Regions from separate parts of the Urocitellus parryii genome. Here regions 1 and 2 are each linked to region 3. A link is a contact called in public Hi-C data. All regions are on one chromosome and are shown on one strand. The core of a region is the stretch at or near the end of the contact, and the rest is flanking DNA. Distances in the headings are between cores, read along the strand shown.

What was found. A called contact is a pair of places that touch in the nucleus more often than the background predicts.
Region 1: a Hi-C map of liver shows a contact between it and region 3, with 8 times the contacts expected there. The contact joins the promoter of Smc4 here to the promoter of Ppm1l in region 3. A contact is called at or near these places in 2 of 2 Hi-C or Micro-C datasets (liver and muscle).
Region 2: a Hi-C map of muscle shows a contact between it and region 3, with 2.5 times the contacts expected there. The contact joins the promoter of Nmd3 here to the promoter of Ppm1l in region 3. A contact is called at or near these places in 2 of 2 Hi-C or Micro-C datasets (liver and muscle).

The regions. Positions count from the first base shown.
Region 1 is chr2:121,441,926-121,446,432 of mUroPar1.hap1, reverse strand. It overlaps Smc4 (structural maintenance of chromosomes 4), which reads right to left and starts at 1,326. Exons shown (of 24, transcript XM_026412087.2): 1 at 1,229-1,326; 2 at 70-210. The coding sequence starts at 205. It overlaps Ift80 (intraflagellar transport 80), which reads left to right and starts at 1,767. Exons shown (of 20, transcript XM_077793983.1): 1 at 1,767-1,858.
Region 2 is chr2:122,269,141-122,273,583 of mUroPar1.hap1, reverse strand. Nmd3 (NMD3 ribosome export adaptor) reads right to left here and starts at 1,355. Exons shown (of 16, transcript XM_026410013.2): 1 at 1,277-1,355; 2 at 605-660. The coding sequence starts at 648.
Region 3 is chr2:121,828,996-121,833,498 of mUroPar1.hap1, reverse strand. It overlaps Ppm1l (protein phosphatase, Mg2+/Mn2+ dependent 1L), which reads right to left and starts at 2,447. Exons shown (of 4, transcript XM_026412088.2): 1 at 1,253-2,447. The coding sequence starts at 1,651.

The sequences.
Region 1 (4,507 bases), core at 77-2,576, 390 kb after region 3:
GTTGGGCACCGACATGCTCTGGCGCCCAGGAGCGCGCTCCTACCGAGTCGCGGCGGGTCACTAGCTCACCTGCGGGTTCAGCTTGGTTCTCGGTCCGGCCGGTCGGAGGCTCAGGTTCCGCGTCGCTGCCGGTGCCGTCCGGGGACGGCGGCGGCCCTTCCTCTTTACGGCGGGCGGTGGAAGGCTGGTTGCCTTTACGGGGCATGATCGCTGGGGTCGGGGAAGAGCCGGAGCAAGTCAGCTCTCAAAACCCATCCAGATTACTACCCACCCCACCCGTTTCCGAGAGAGTCGCACTTTAAAATCCGGCTCAGAGGCGACGAATCCTCAAGAAGAGGGCGACAAGAAAGCCCCGAATGCCAAGAAGGCGGGATGGGTTTCTTAACAAGACCCATGTAGGTGGGAAACCCTAGGCGTGCCTGGAAATCAACGATCTAGCAAACTGCTAAGGTTCTTTTTGCTTTTTAAGGCCTTCCACCCGTCCACTCACAATGTAAGAATATACTCAAGACTATTTCTAAACGAAGCGTCTCCCATAGCGGACATTTGTTGACATTCCCACGCTATTCGGACTAGGGATGCAAGCGCACCGACTTTTTAGAGGAGTTGCTGTGAGCTTCAGGTTTGAATGGCCATCAACCCTTTCCAAAGTAAAGACCCCGCCCGCTTTCCTCTCCCCGCCATTTAGCTCTAGGCGTCTAGAGCGCCCGGGCGATTCGAGGTCTCTTCCCCAGTACCACCGGGAAGTATGGCCGAAGCTGGCAACGACCCTTCCAAATTGGACGCCGGCAGGGCTTGGTCGGGGACAATAATTTTGCGGTAACTGGGGTTTGTCTCTCTGGGGTCCGGGGTGGAGTCCCGTTAGGCTGTAGTAAGTCCAGTAAAGGGTCAGACCCGGTGACTAGTCCCTTGGGAGACGCGAGGTGGGGGTCAGAGGAGACGCCAGTTCTGAGACTAGGATTTCTGAGAAGAGATTCGAGAGACTTGGAGCCACCCTAAAAGACGCTGTACGTAGCTAAGAGAAGTGGCGCCAGGGAGAAGCGCGCGAGAGCCCCAGCCGCAGGGAGCGGCCGGAGGGGGGGAGGGGTGACAGTGAGAGAATCTCCCAGTAGCAGCCTCCTCACCCCGTACTTCGCTGCTCTAGTTCAAGGCCTCTAACTTCCAGGCGCTGGTGGACAGGGCAGAAAGTAGGAGTGTGACAACCGTATCAGGAAAAGAAGTACGTTACCTGCGGGACAGTCCACTCAACCAGGGCTGGAAACGGCTATAAAGGCCCACTCCCCCTTGCTCCTACCGGTGCTTCGGCTCCAGGTCCTTCACTCGAAAATGGCGCCTAAAATACAAACTCGAACGGAAATTCGTTACAAATGCGCGCAATGATTTCTGGGATCCACTAATTTAAAAAAAAAGTGCGGCGATTATCACCGCCATCTTTTGCCCCTTCACGCGCATGCGCGAACTCGTAAAGCGCCCCAACTCCCGGGGGAGGTTTCTCGGTGGAAAGGAAAAACGAGGAAATGTGTTCCCTGTGGTTTATACCAGGAACACTGTTATTGAAATTAGCATTTGAAAACACAACCTGGTGAATTTTAAAAAAGAGAAAAAAACATAGAGAAGGCCCCTCCCGCAGTTAGAGGCCGTACTCGGTAGTCCAATAAGGCCCCTTAGCGAGAGGGCGGGCTCACTTAGGGGTGGGGTCTCGGACCCGGTCGGATGACGCGCCTCTGGGAAGTATCGCGTGAAGAGGGAGAAAATCTAGAGCTTAGAAGTCGCTATGGTGACGGAAAGGTTGGGAATCTTCTCTATTACTGGCCCCACAGCTGTAGGAGCAGTAACCGCTGCTTTCTTGGATTTTGAGGTAAATGTCCTCACCTTCTGACGTTTTTAAGAAAGGGTTTGGAAATCGTAGCCGTCCCTGGAACCTGCCGTCCCTCGCCTTGCGGGTGTGTGGTTCGTTGTGCATCTGTTATTTTGTCTCCCTGGGGGGCAGGGGCTGTGGGGCTCTTGGCTGGGCTTTTTTTGGATATCAAAAAGGAATCCTTGAGTTTAAAGAGAGTAGAGGGAAGGCAACTATAAGAGATGACCTGGACTAGTGAATGAATGGTCGGGTAGTCCACATGTGAATAGCAAAATAATGGTTTTCGAGTTATTTAGTAAAGGTGGGTTTTGGACTTTTAAAAATCATTTGTTTGAAGGGCTCATAATGGAAGAAACGGTTTGCGGTGGTCATCTTCATCATATCTTCATGAAGGAATTACCAATCATCAAATATTTCTTAAGTAACTTTTGTATACATTGAATTGTGCAAGGCATAATCAGGATCATTAAACAAGTATGACAATTCCTGTTCCCAGAGAACTTGGTTTTGTTGGTGGCTTCCCCGCGTTCCGCATCCCCGGCTCGGACCCCCCCCCCCGCCCCCCAAGCTACTAGGGATGGAGCCCAGGGACGCTTAACTACCGAGCTACAATCCCAGCCCCACGATTTTTTTTTTTTTTTTTTGAGATAGTGCTCATCAAGTTGCTTAGGTCCCCTTTAAGTTGAGAAGGCTGGTCTTCAACTTGCGATCCTCCTGCCTCACTCAGCCTCCCGAGTTGCTGGAATTAACAGGCCTGTGGCACTGCAGTCTGGCTGTTAGTGGCTCTTTAACTCTGTGGATATGCTAGTGATTGGTTTTTAGAGTTCATAATTTCCCCTCAAATTGTGTACAAAACTCTCTGTGCGCATTTTTCTGGAGAGTTAATTTTTCCTACAATTTTCATCAGATTCTTAAACTTGATCCTAAATCTCCTACAGTGTTAAAGAACCACTAGTTGATTTGATTCCCGTTAGTAAGCTTTTTATTCAGCAACTCTTAGGTTGAGTTGCTAGCATCCTTAAAAACAAAACAAAACAAAACTGTTGCATGCTTAGGACCTAGCATGTTAAAGCAGCAAAAATCTTTATGAATGAATTTACTTTGTTGATCTTAATATATTATGGTTCTTGCACTGAGAAGCATAAAGTTAGATTCAGTTAATTATCAGAAAAGAGCTGAGAGGACACTACCCCCAAGTGTAAGAATTTTGGTGGATTTGGGAGACTGGGGTCTCCGAATAAACATTGACAGTAATAATAATTATTATTATTAATGACAGTAATAATAATAATTATTATTATTACTATTACTACTACTACTACTACTACTACTACTACTACTACCACTACTACCGGGGATTGAAATCAGGGGCTCTCGACCACTAAGCCACATCCCTAGCCCTATTTTGTATTTATTTAGAGAAAGAATCTCCTGAGTTGCTTAGCGCTTTGCTTTTGCTGAGTTTGGCTTTGTACTCAAACCTCCTGCCTCAGCCTCCTGAGCCACTGGGATTACAGGCATGCACCACCGGTGCCCAGTATTGACTCAGTACTATATCTTTAAGTGCACATTTTTGTTATCATTATAATAATAAATATTTTGTCTACCTTCTAAAAAGGTTGCAGAAATTGTGAAATTAGATTTATGAGTAAATGTTTAAATAGATTGTAACTAAGTATTTCAATAGGTTAGATACTAATAAATCAAAATATGAATTTATGTATATAGTATATAAATAGAGAATACTGTTCCAAATTAATAAGTTGGATAGAGACAGTGAAGATAGAAATGTATATTCTTCTTGATAATATAAGCCCTTTGGCCTGGGGGTGTAGCTTGGTAGAGTGCTTGCCTAGCAAGCTTGAGGCTCTCTGGGTCCAATCCCCAGTTTAAAGGAAAAAGCCTCCTAGTATGTTAATCTTACTGAAACTCTCACCTAATTTATCACAAAAAGCCCCAATTGAAGCAAAATTTAAAAACCCTGGGGACTAGGAAGTAGAATAGTTTTTTTTTCTGGAAATAGTGTTAAAATTTTTTTTTTTTGTTATTTTTGGAAATAGCAGTTTGAAGGATGGGTTTTTGTTTTGTATTGAATCCAGAGGTATTTTAGCACTGAGCTGCATCCCCAGCCTTTTATTTTTTATCTTGAGTCAGAGTCTCACTGGGCCTCCCTAAATTGCTGAGGCTGACTTGGAATTTGGGATCCTCCTGCCTCAGCCTCCTAAGCTGCTGGTATTACAGGTCTGTCAGGGCCTGGCAAAGGATGGGTATGTTTTTATTTCCAGAGGGTGGGATTTGGAATTATAGAAAGATATGTTCAGTTGGCAGCAGAAGTAGAAAATATACCTCAGGAGGGCTGGGGTTGTGGCTCAGTGGTAGAGTGCTTGCCTAGGACAGGTGAGGCCTGGGGTTCGATCCTCATAAAAACAAATAATCAACAACAAATAAAGTTTAAATTCTTAAAAAAAAAAAAAAGAAAATACACCTCAGGAGAGAAAATGGGATAGTGTTTTAAGAATAATTGGAATACTAAGAATAAGTCACATTTTCAAGGTTATAAGTGGAAAGAGGCTAGCAAGGATGTTGAGGAAGTATCTATTTTTAGAATATGTGAAGAAGAAATGTTGGGTAATATCTAAGATAGGACCC
Region 2 (4,443 bases), core at 106-2,605, 440 kb before region 3:
TTAAAATAGGATACGAAGTTTATCAATGTAGTGATCCATTATAAGTGATGGGATTTTCATGATTCTAAAGTAAATTGGGAGCAGAAAGTTTTAGAATCATTGATACAGATCAATATTCTCCAAAAGAAAATTTGATACTCTTCCAATGCTGGCTACTGACCATCTGAAATGTAGCTAGTATGACAGAGCAATTGAGCATTCAACTTTATTCAAATTAAATTTAAATAGACACACATGGTTAGTGGCTACATATTGGACAATGTCATCTACAGAATGCATAGGGAATATTTTAACCTTTTTTTTTTTTATTTGTGTGGTGCAGAGGATTAAATTCAAGGCTTTGTGCATGCTAGGCAAGCACTTTTCCAACTGAGCTATATACCCAGCCCTTATTGTAACCTTAAGCATGTATTTACTGGAACAAATATTAGAACTAAACATGAATTCGATTTTCTGCAGAAATAAGACTTTCATTTTTCCCATTTATGATTTTAAAAAACTCTCTTACCACTACCACCAAAAGTTTTCCCCTGTTATGACAGTACGTTTCATGAACTCACTGTAAGATTTTAAAATTGAAAAGGGATAAAGTGTCACAACTCACATGTGTCCAGGGCTGCGGTCGGTGGATTCTGTCATATACTCCATTGTTCTGTACACCTTAATTTAAAAAATAAATGGAGGCTGTAAATCATTCACCTACCCGCCCCCCTCTTTATTTTTCCTTCTGCCTCTCTGAATAGGCAACGGAGCTTCGCACAAAGCAGGACAGGAAGAAAACCAACTCTTCTTGGCAACTTCAGAAGCAACTTTCTAGACTTAAGACCTACGCATCTCTGGAGTCTCCCATCTGCAAGACATGCTCCGCAACCCAGCTGCCGCGGACCTCAGGCCTAGCCTGGGAGGGCCATCTGGGCGGACCCACGCCGAGGTCTGCACGGTCAGCGGACACCAGGGCTCTGCCCAACTCCACAGGACCGCAGCACTCACAGAGCGCCCCCACCTCCGACCCGCGCTACCAAAGTCCCCAGGAGTCATCACGGCGGCTGTGATCACCCACCTGGACCCCAACTCCAAGCCCGGACTGGAACCCCGCCGGCGGCGAACACGCTGCACGCACGCGGCCTGAGCCGGCCGGAACCCAGCGCCTGGCCCCGCTCCCTCCTCAGGCACCCTGCTGGCGCCTGCACCCCGCGTCTCAGCCCCTGGAACCTAGTTAACGTCTCCCGGACTAGCCTAAATTTATGGAAAAATCAGCAACAAAACCAACGCTTACCGCACTGTCAGTTGCCACCACAGTCGGACCGGCTAGGGCGAAAATCTCGCGAGAAAGGCTCGAAATCCCGCGAGCTGAGGGACACGTGCTAAAGGAGCAATGGGGAGGAGAAAGGGCACAAGTGGGCGGGGGGGGAGGAGAAAGAGCACAGGTGGGGGGGAGGAGAAAGAGCACAAGTGGGCGGGGAGAGGGGCGGGGAGAGGGGCGGGGAGAGGGGCGGGGGAGGGGCGGGGAGAGGGGCGGGGGGAGGGGCGGGGGAGGGGCGGGGGAGGGGCGGGGGAGGGGCGGGGGGAGGGGCGGGGGAGGGGCGGGGTTGCTTAGAAAGGTCTCTCTTTCTTCTCCTTAGTCTATAGTTCTTGCTTTTGAGTTATCTTTCTTCCTGAATTTCCATGGTCAGAGTTCATTCCAAGTCAGCTTCGCCCGTGTATCAATCTCTTTTCCAATATCTCTACTGGGAGTTTGCTTCTTGACTTATATGAATGTTATTTGTCAGCAGTGCAACATTACACAGGGAAGTTAAAACACCATTAGGGCAGTGCCTTTGTTTTAGTCACTATCATATGCCTAATACCTGCCACATCCTAACCGTTCAAATGATTATTTGTTGAATGGTTGAAAGAACGGAATGTAAGGCATAATTAGCTGTGAACTCTATTTTTAGACTAATTATTAGAATATGCTTCCTGATAGTGTATAAATATTTCCTTATGACTTTATCCCTTGATCTTTAATCAAAATAGGCCATGTCTAGTTGCTCTTTCTCATGACAGTACTTCAAACATTTAAAGAGCACAACCATTTTTTTTCCTAAGTTTTCTCACCCCAGATTTCAAGAAATAAGCAAGGTCCCTTTATAGACAGTGAGCAATGAGAGCTACATACCATTTCTTGTCTAGGGTATTTAAGTTTATTTCCCACCTGCTCTCCCTACTTGAAGACTCTGACCCACCCTTCTAAAAGGCAATTCTAATTTTGCCACACTCCCTTGCTTTTTTAACCCTTCAGAGGTCTCTGATCACCTTCAGGATTACTTCCAGTTTCTTTGCACAGAAGAAGACCCTTCACAATCTGATCTCTAAATATCATGCCACATACCCAAGTACACAGCCTCCTGGCAGGTCCTTGTGGGAAATAGTCTACCTTTGCTTATGCATGGAACACACTGCCTTAAACATTAAAACAGTACTAGTTCCTGTGACTGTTTCAAGAGATTACCATAAATTTAGCTGGCTTAAGAAACACATATTTAATATCTCAGGGTGCTGTTTGTCACAAGTCTAAAATGGATTGACAAAGCTGCATTCCTTCCAGAGGACCTAGGAAAGAACCCATTCCCTTTCCTTTTCTGGCTTCTAGAAGCTGCCCACATGCCCCAGCTTTGTCATTTTGCTCTTCCAACTCTTTCTCTGACCCCCTGTCTCCTAACCAGATAATCCAGAATAATCACCCCATATTAAGATCTGTAGTTTAATCATATCTGCAAAGACCTTTTTGCCATGTGAGGTAATACAACCACAAATTTCCAAAATTAGGACATGATATCTTTGGTGAACCATTATTCTGTTTGCCACACATCCCCTGCTCTTGATTCCCTCTTTCCCTAAGAACCAGAGGAGTTATGTGCTCCTTTACATGTGGTTCTATTGTAACACATTTTATGCAAGGTGTATGCCTACATGCTAGTGCTTTGAATTGTATAATAAATTTTCTGCTCTGCATGTTCTGCAATTTCAAGTTACTTTGAAAATTTTTGTGACTTGTTCTTCTAAATGTGCCCTGTGTCTAGCAGAATTCATGGAACAAAACAAATCATTGATATTTGTTGGCAAATTAAGTTATCTGTTTGAAACTCATAGCAACTCTGAAGGGACTGTTATTCTCCCCAGTTTTCCTATTCGCACTGACTGTACCTTCAACCAAACATCACTAGAAATATAGCTAGATAGGTTGTGTTTCCGCCTTATTGAAGTAAATACAAACACATATCTTGAGAAATCATTATGTCTCCACAAGACAATATGATATGGTTTGGATATAGTTTGTCCCCTCCAAAACTCATGTTGAAAATTTTTTCCCTGTTTAAGAGTGTTGAGAGGTGGTAGGAATTTTGGAAGGAATTTGGATCATGAAGGTTCTGTCCTCACAAAGGTATTAATGCTGCTTTCTAGGTTAATTCTTAATAAAGTGAATTCTCACTGTCCTTAGAACTTACTTATTTACTGCCAGAACAGGTTGGTTTTTTGTTTGTTTGTTTGTTTGTTTGTTTTTGGTGGTGCAAATGTGGTTTTATTTGGGGCCCAATGAAAAAGTTTTACTTCTAGTCTCACTCATGTTGTTGGAATAATTCAGTTCCTTGCAGTTGTAGGGCTTAAGATAGCAGCTTCTTGTTGGCTTTTGGCAAGAGGCCACTATAAGTTTCTAGATGTTGTTCAAAATTCTTTGGTACATGGGCTTCTCAGGATAGACGGTTTTCAACATGGTAGCTTGCTTCTTCAAAGCCATTAGAGAGAGAGAGAGAGAGAAACTCCAGAAAAAGCAGGTACTATTATCTTAGGTTCATAATCATGGACACATAATCAGATACATCCTGTGATTTTTGCAGTATTCTATTAATCAGAAGGAAGTCATAGGTCACTCCAGGGAAGTGCATGACCTATGGGAATGAACATCAAGAGGCAAGGACCATTTGGGGCACACCTTACAGTCTGTCCACTGCGGTTGAGGAGAGTATAAAGGAAATACAGCATAGCCTCCAGGGGCTGGTGACTTTCATTTAATATAGTTATCAAATTTCCCACTGTTCCTCACAATTCTGCCATTAGGAACATTTCACTGTCCACTTCTTTCTCCGTGGCTCTTCACTCATGCCATTTTAGCTAGATTTTGTGCAGTCAACTCTATGGGCCTCTGTCCTCTTCCTGGACTGCAGAACAGGTTGTTTTAAAATGGTGCCACCCCCTATGTTTTGTCTCTTTTGCATGTATCCGCTTGCACTTCTGCTTTTACACCACGTTATGACACAGCATGAAACCCTTATCACATCTAACCACTCTTCCAGCCTCTAGAACCATGACTCACAATAAACCATTATTTTTAATAAATTATCTGATCTCAGGAATTATGTTGTAGCAACAGAAAACAGACTAATCCAGGGCATATGAACAAGC
Region 3 (4,503 bases), core at 1,198-3,697:
GATTTGCAGATGGTGGGTGGAGAATGCAGATAAGATAACCAATTGAAAGTTTTTTTCAATGTTTACCCAAAATCAAGGCTAAAGAACAAGCAAATGCCTGAAAGAGAATGACAGTCCCTACAGTTCCCTACAACCCACACAACAATCAGAGAGCAAAGAAGGGGAATCAGGTGGGAGTGAAGAAGAATAATGGGGGGAAAAAGAAAAAGAAAGGAAAAGAAGAGTAAGAAAGTATGCTGCCAAAGGGAAAGGGGTATTAAGCAATGAAACTTTACAAACTGTCCAAAGAAAGATGGGGTGACTGGCCTGATGTGTTTTTTTTTTGTTGTTTTGTTTTTGTTTTTTTTTGGAGCAGGACACTGGAGCCACATTTGTCAGACTTAGCCCAGGTCCAAGCCAAGGACAGGAACCAACACTCAGTAAACTAAGTCCCAGCAAACCACCCAGATGCAGCAGAAAAGTGAGAGAGACTTAAGCTGGCCTTTAGCCCCATTTCCTGCTCCCAAATGAACCTCCAAACAAAGGTGTTTACAAGCAAGGGGACATCTGCACCCCCATGTTGACTAGGACACAGGGGTGAGGTCAGGGAACAGGCAGCTCTTTGGGCACGGGTATCTCTGCATAGGCGGGGGGCATCACGGTCCCATGAGGCGATCTAGCTTTAAAAAAAAAAAAAAAAAACCTTGGGCCAGCGAGGTGCTCTCTGTTGAACTTGCAAAGTTGATGGCCTTGGGAGGAAGAGCAGAGCCACTCTAGTTCCTCCCTAGAGTGAAGGCAAAGGGAAAGAGTCACGGTTTCCTTCACCCTCGACCAACTCTCTACCTTCCAGATTTTGTCCATTTCTCTAAGAATACATCAAAGATACTGTCTTCCTTCTTTGTGGTAATGCATCCTCAAACTCTGGAACAGGGGCTCTGAGGCCCGGGACAAAAGTTCACTGGAAATACCATTAATTCTTCCCGAAAAACTAGCACGGTCATTTGGCTTTGGAGTCCTCATATTAAAACAGCACGAAATACGTGGTGAATGACTCTCTGCTAAACAGGTCGCTCGGCTCCAAGGTCCCCATACAGCAGTGTTTGGGGCAACTTGAGCCACATCTGTCCAGACACCACGCCCCTCTCACCCAAGTCCTACCCCGTCGCACATGCGACATCCTGTTGTTTACACACACACACACACACACACACACACACACACACTCACACACACGGGTGGGGGGGGTGGAGAGCGCACCCAGTGGAACTCCTACCTCGCCGCCGTGCCCATCGAAGATCCCAAAGATGGACGGGTGCGTTTTGTTGGCCAGGTCGGTAAGAACTTCGAAGCGGTCCTCCATGTGGTCTCTTCGGCCCTGGATGGAATACACCGCCACGTTATGGCTCTTGAACTCCCAGGTCTTAGAAAACTCGGCCTCCAGCACGTCAAGCCCTCCAAGTCGATCGTTCTGCATAATTTCAGCCACCTTGCCCTTCACCATCTTCACCGCGTCCCGGCTGGACTTGACGATGGTCTTTACTTCGTCTGTGTGGAAGAAGTAACTCCAGAGCGCTAAGCTGATGCACAGCAGGAAAAGCGTCTCGGGTCTAAGCAAGAAGTAGCGCATGATGCGACCCAGCAGAGACAGCAAAGTCATCGTATCCTCTATCATTTATTATCACTAGAGCCCCAACCACCAGCAGCGACGCGCGCCCCGAAGGCTCGCCGGGTCTGAAGCACTGCGGGGACAGCCCGCCTGGAGGGAGGCGGAGCAGTAGCCTAGGGTAGGGGGAAGAAGCGCACGGAGCCGAGCAAGAGGCAGATGAGCTGGTGGTTCCAAACCCGCGCCGCAAGCAGAGGCAGTTTCCCTTTTGTCTCCCTGCCTCGGCGGCCCGGAGGCCGGTGCCTGCCGCCAGTGCCGCTTCCCCTCCTGCGCCCTTTGTGAAACGGCGGCAGCCGCGGCGGCGGCGGCGGGGGCGGTGGTGGTGGTGGTGGTGGCGGCGGCGGCGGCGGCAGCCTCGGGTGCCGGGGCTGGGCGCGAGGAACCAAGTTAAAGTTGCGCCGGGCGGGTCTGCCGCGGCAAGAGGGAGTTCGGGGCGACCGGGCCCGCGCGATCCCTCCGGGGGTGCCCCCTCGCGGCTCCGGGGAGCGATCGGCAGGTGAGGAGGCTGAGGGCACGAGAGCCCGGCGGGCAAAGGATGCAGGTCCCCTCAGTCGCTGCTGCAGAGGGCGCGGAGACAGCTGAACGTTCCGACGCCTTCACACACCCCGGGGGGCCCAAGAGAATAAAAGTTTTGCAGGAGCCTGGGCTGAGGCTGGTAGACGCAGAGCCCGGCTACACCGCACAATCCGCACTGAGCCGCAGGCGGCCGGCCCGGCTCAGCCTGCCTCTCCCCGGCACCTCGCGGCTCGGCTCGGCTCGGCTCGGCTCCTTTCGGCTTTGCTCGCGCGCCCCTGGCTAGCACTCAGTCTTGCGCTAGCCCCGCCCCGCGCGCGTTCGTCCCGCCCCTTGAGCTAGGATTTGAGACAGTGAGGTACTCCCCAACGAGCTGTCAGAGGCTGAGGAAGCTTTGTGGCGGCAGGCTAACGCGGGCAGACCGGGCCAATTCAAGCGAACCGAGGGGGAGTGAAGGAGCGCGTCCATTGTCTAGTTCTTGAAGACGGTAGTTCCTGCCTTTGTGCAGGCTCCCGGAACAATATAATCTCCTCCTAGTAGATCGAGCGTTAGTTTTGTGGAAGCCACTGCTGCTCTCCGGGAAACAGAGAGTCGCACGTGAGTGTCCCCCCTCCGGCAGACTGGAAAATAGTACGCTCTTCGCCTCGCCTGACATAAGGCAAGCGAGAAGGGACGCACTTATCCCGACTCACAAAAGCGAGACCGAGAGAAACGTACCGTTTGCAGCCGCCTAAACAATCCGCAACAAAGGCCTGCCGGGATCTCCTGAGACGCTGAGAACGCCTTGGGACGTGGCAACTTTCTCCCACCTAAGATCTGTAGAATAGGGGACTTGAAGTCCCATGCAAGCGCGTTCTGATGACAACCTCGGGAGGCGAGAAAAGGCTGGCCTCTCTCAAATAGCCTTTGTCCCTGGAGCAAGGAGGCCCCGCCACCAAGGCCTTCCCTGGTCACAGTCCTTCCACAAGCGACGCTGAGCTCCCGAATAGGACCCTGAAGCGCTCCTGACCACACAGCGGAGCGAGCGCTCTGACTGCCTTTCTAGTTTAAAAGTGGATTTGAAACTCCCAAGTAGCAGCCTCCTGCCGCCTCTCAACCATAGCAAGAGAAGGCGACGAGCGAGGGCTGCAGAGAAAAGTACAGGTTTACAGAAACCATCAAGTATAACCTGAAATTTGGGCAGGTGTCGGTGGGCCTTGAAGATGAAAATCTGCACAAGAAAAGCACAGTGTACTTGTCAACTTAGAATATGGAAACAAGTGAACTTTAAAGGAAAATATCAACTCTGACTACCCCTGTCCAGGAAGAAGAGTGCTGATCTGGTTCATCCAGTCCTCTGGACTGGAAGAGTATAAACTGCCTGATCTCAGGAAATGGTATCCCAATTTTTTAAAATTAAAATTTTAAAGCACTTGAAGGAAATACATCAAAATGTTCACAGTGATAACCACAATAGTAGATTAATATGTGATTTTCATTTTCTGCTTTAGATTTTTGTCTATTTTCCACAACTTTGCCAAAGTTCCTACAAAAGGCAGGTTTCCATCACAAAAAAATAAAACTTAATCATTTAAATGGTGCATAGGATATGATCCCAATAATACAAACATACAAAAAAAGAAAGGAAATATGAAGAACCGTTATTAGTCTATAACATACTGTTGAAAACTGAATATACTGTTTGAAAACTAGGATATGGTTTCCTGCTCTGCTTTACACTTTTCAATATTTTGAGAAAATATTGATAGAGAAAACAGTTTAAAATAAATTAGGTCATTTTGTTCAATAGTCAAGAGATTCCCAAATCAGATAATAAACTGTAAATCCTTTAAGAACAAAAATGTTATTCGTCAGTATTACTATGAAGACAAGTTTACATTATTTACTACTGTAAATTATCCATTTACTTTTCATTGCATTATTACATGAAACTTTATGGCAAGAGCAATTTGTAGATAAACTGTTAAAGACTCCAGAACTATAAGTCAGATGAGGCCCTGAAGTAGCAGTAAAACCACACACCCAAAAGCACATTCAGTAACATTCCTATAGTGATGACTTTAGGACACACACTCTGTTTCCTCCATAACTATGTAGAAAACACAGGTTACTATAATGATCTCTCTGCAGGTTAATTAGCAAGGCACAATTTGATGAATTAATTAATAAACCCAGACTTCCTGCATATTAGGTGGAGATAATGCTTTGACATTTACATCTATGTAGTTCATCTATGTGGAAATCAATAAAATAATTTTTCAAGCAAATCTCCTAGGCATTTTCCTATTAAGAAATTCACATAGTTTACTTGGAATTTTTTAAAATGCTTAAATAAGCTTTTTGTTAAA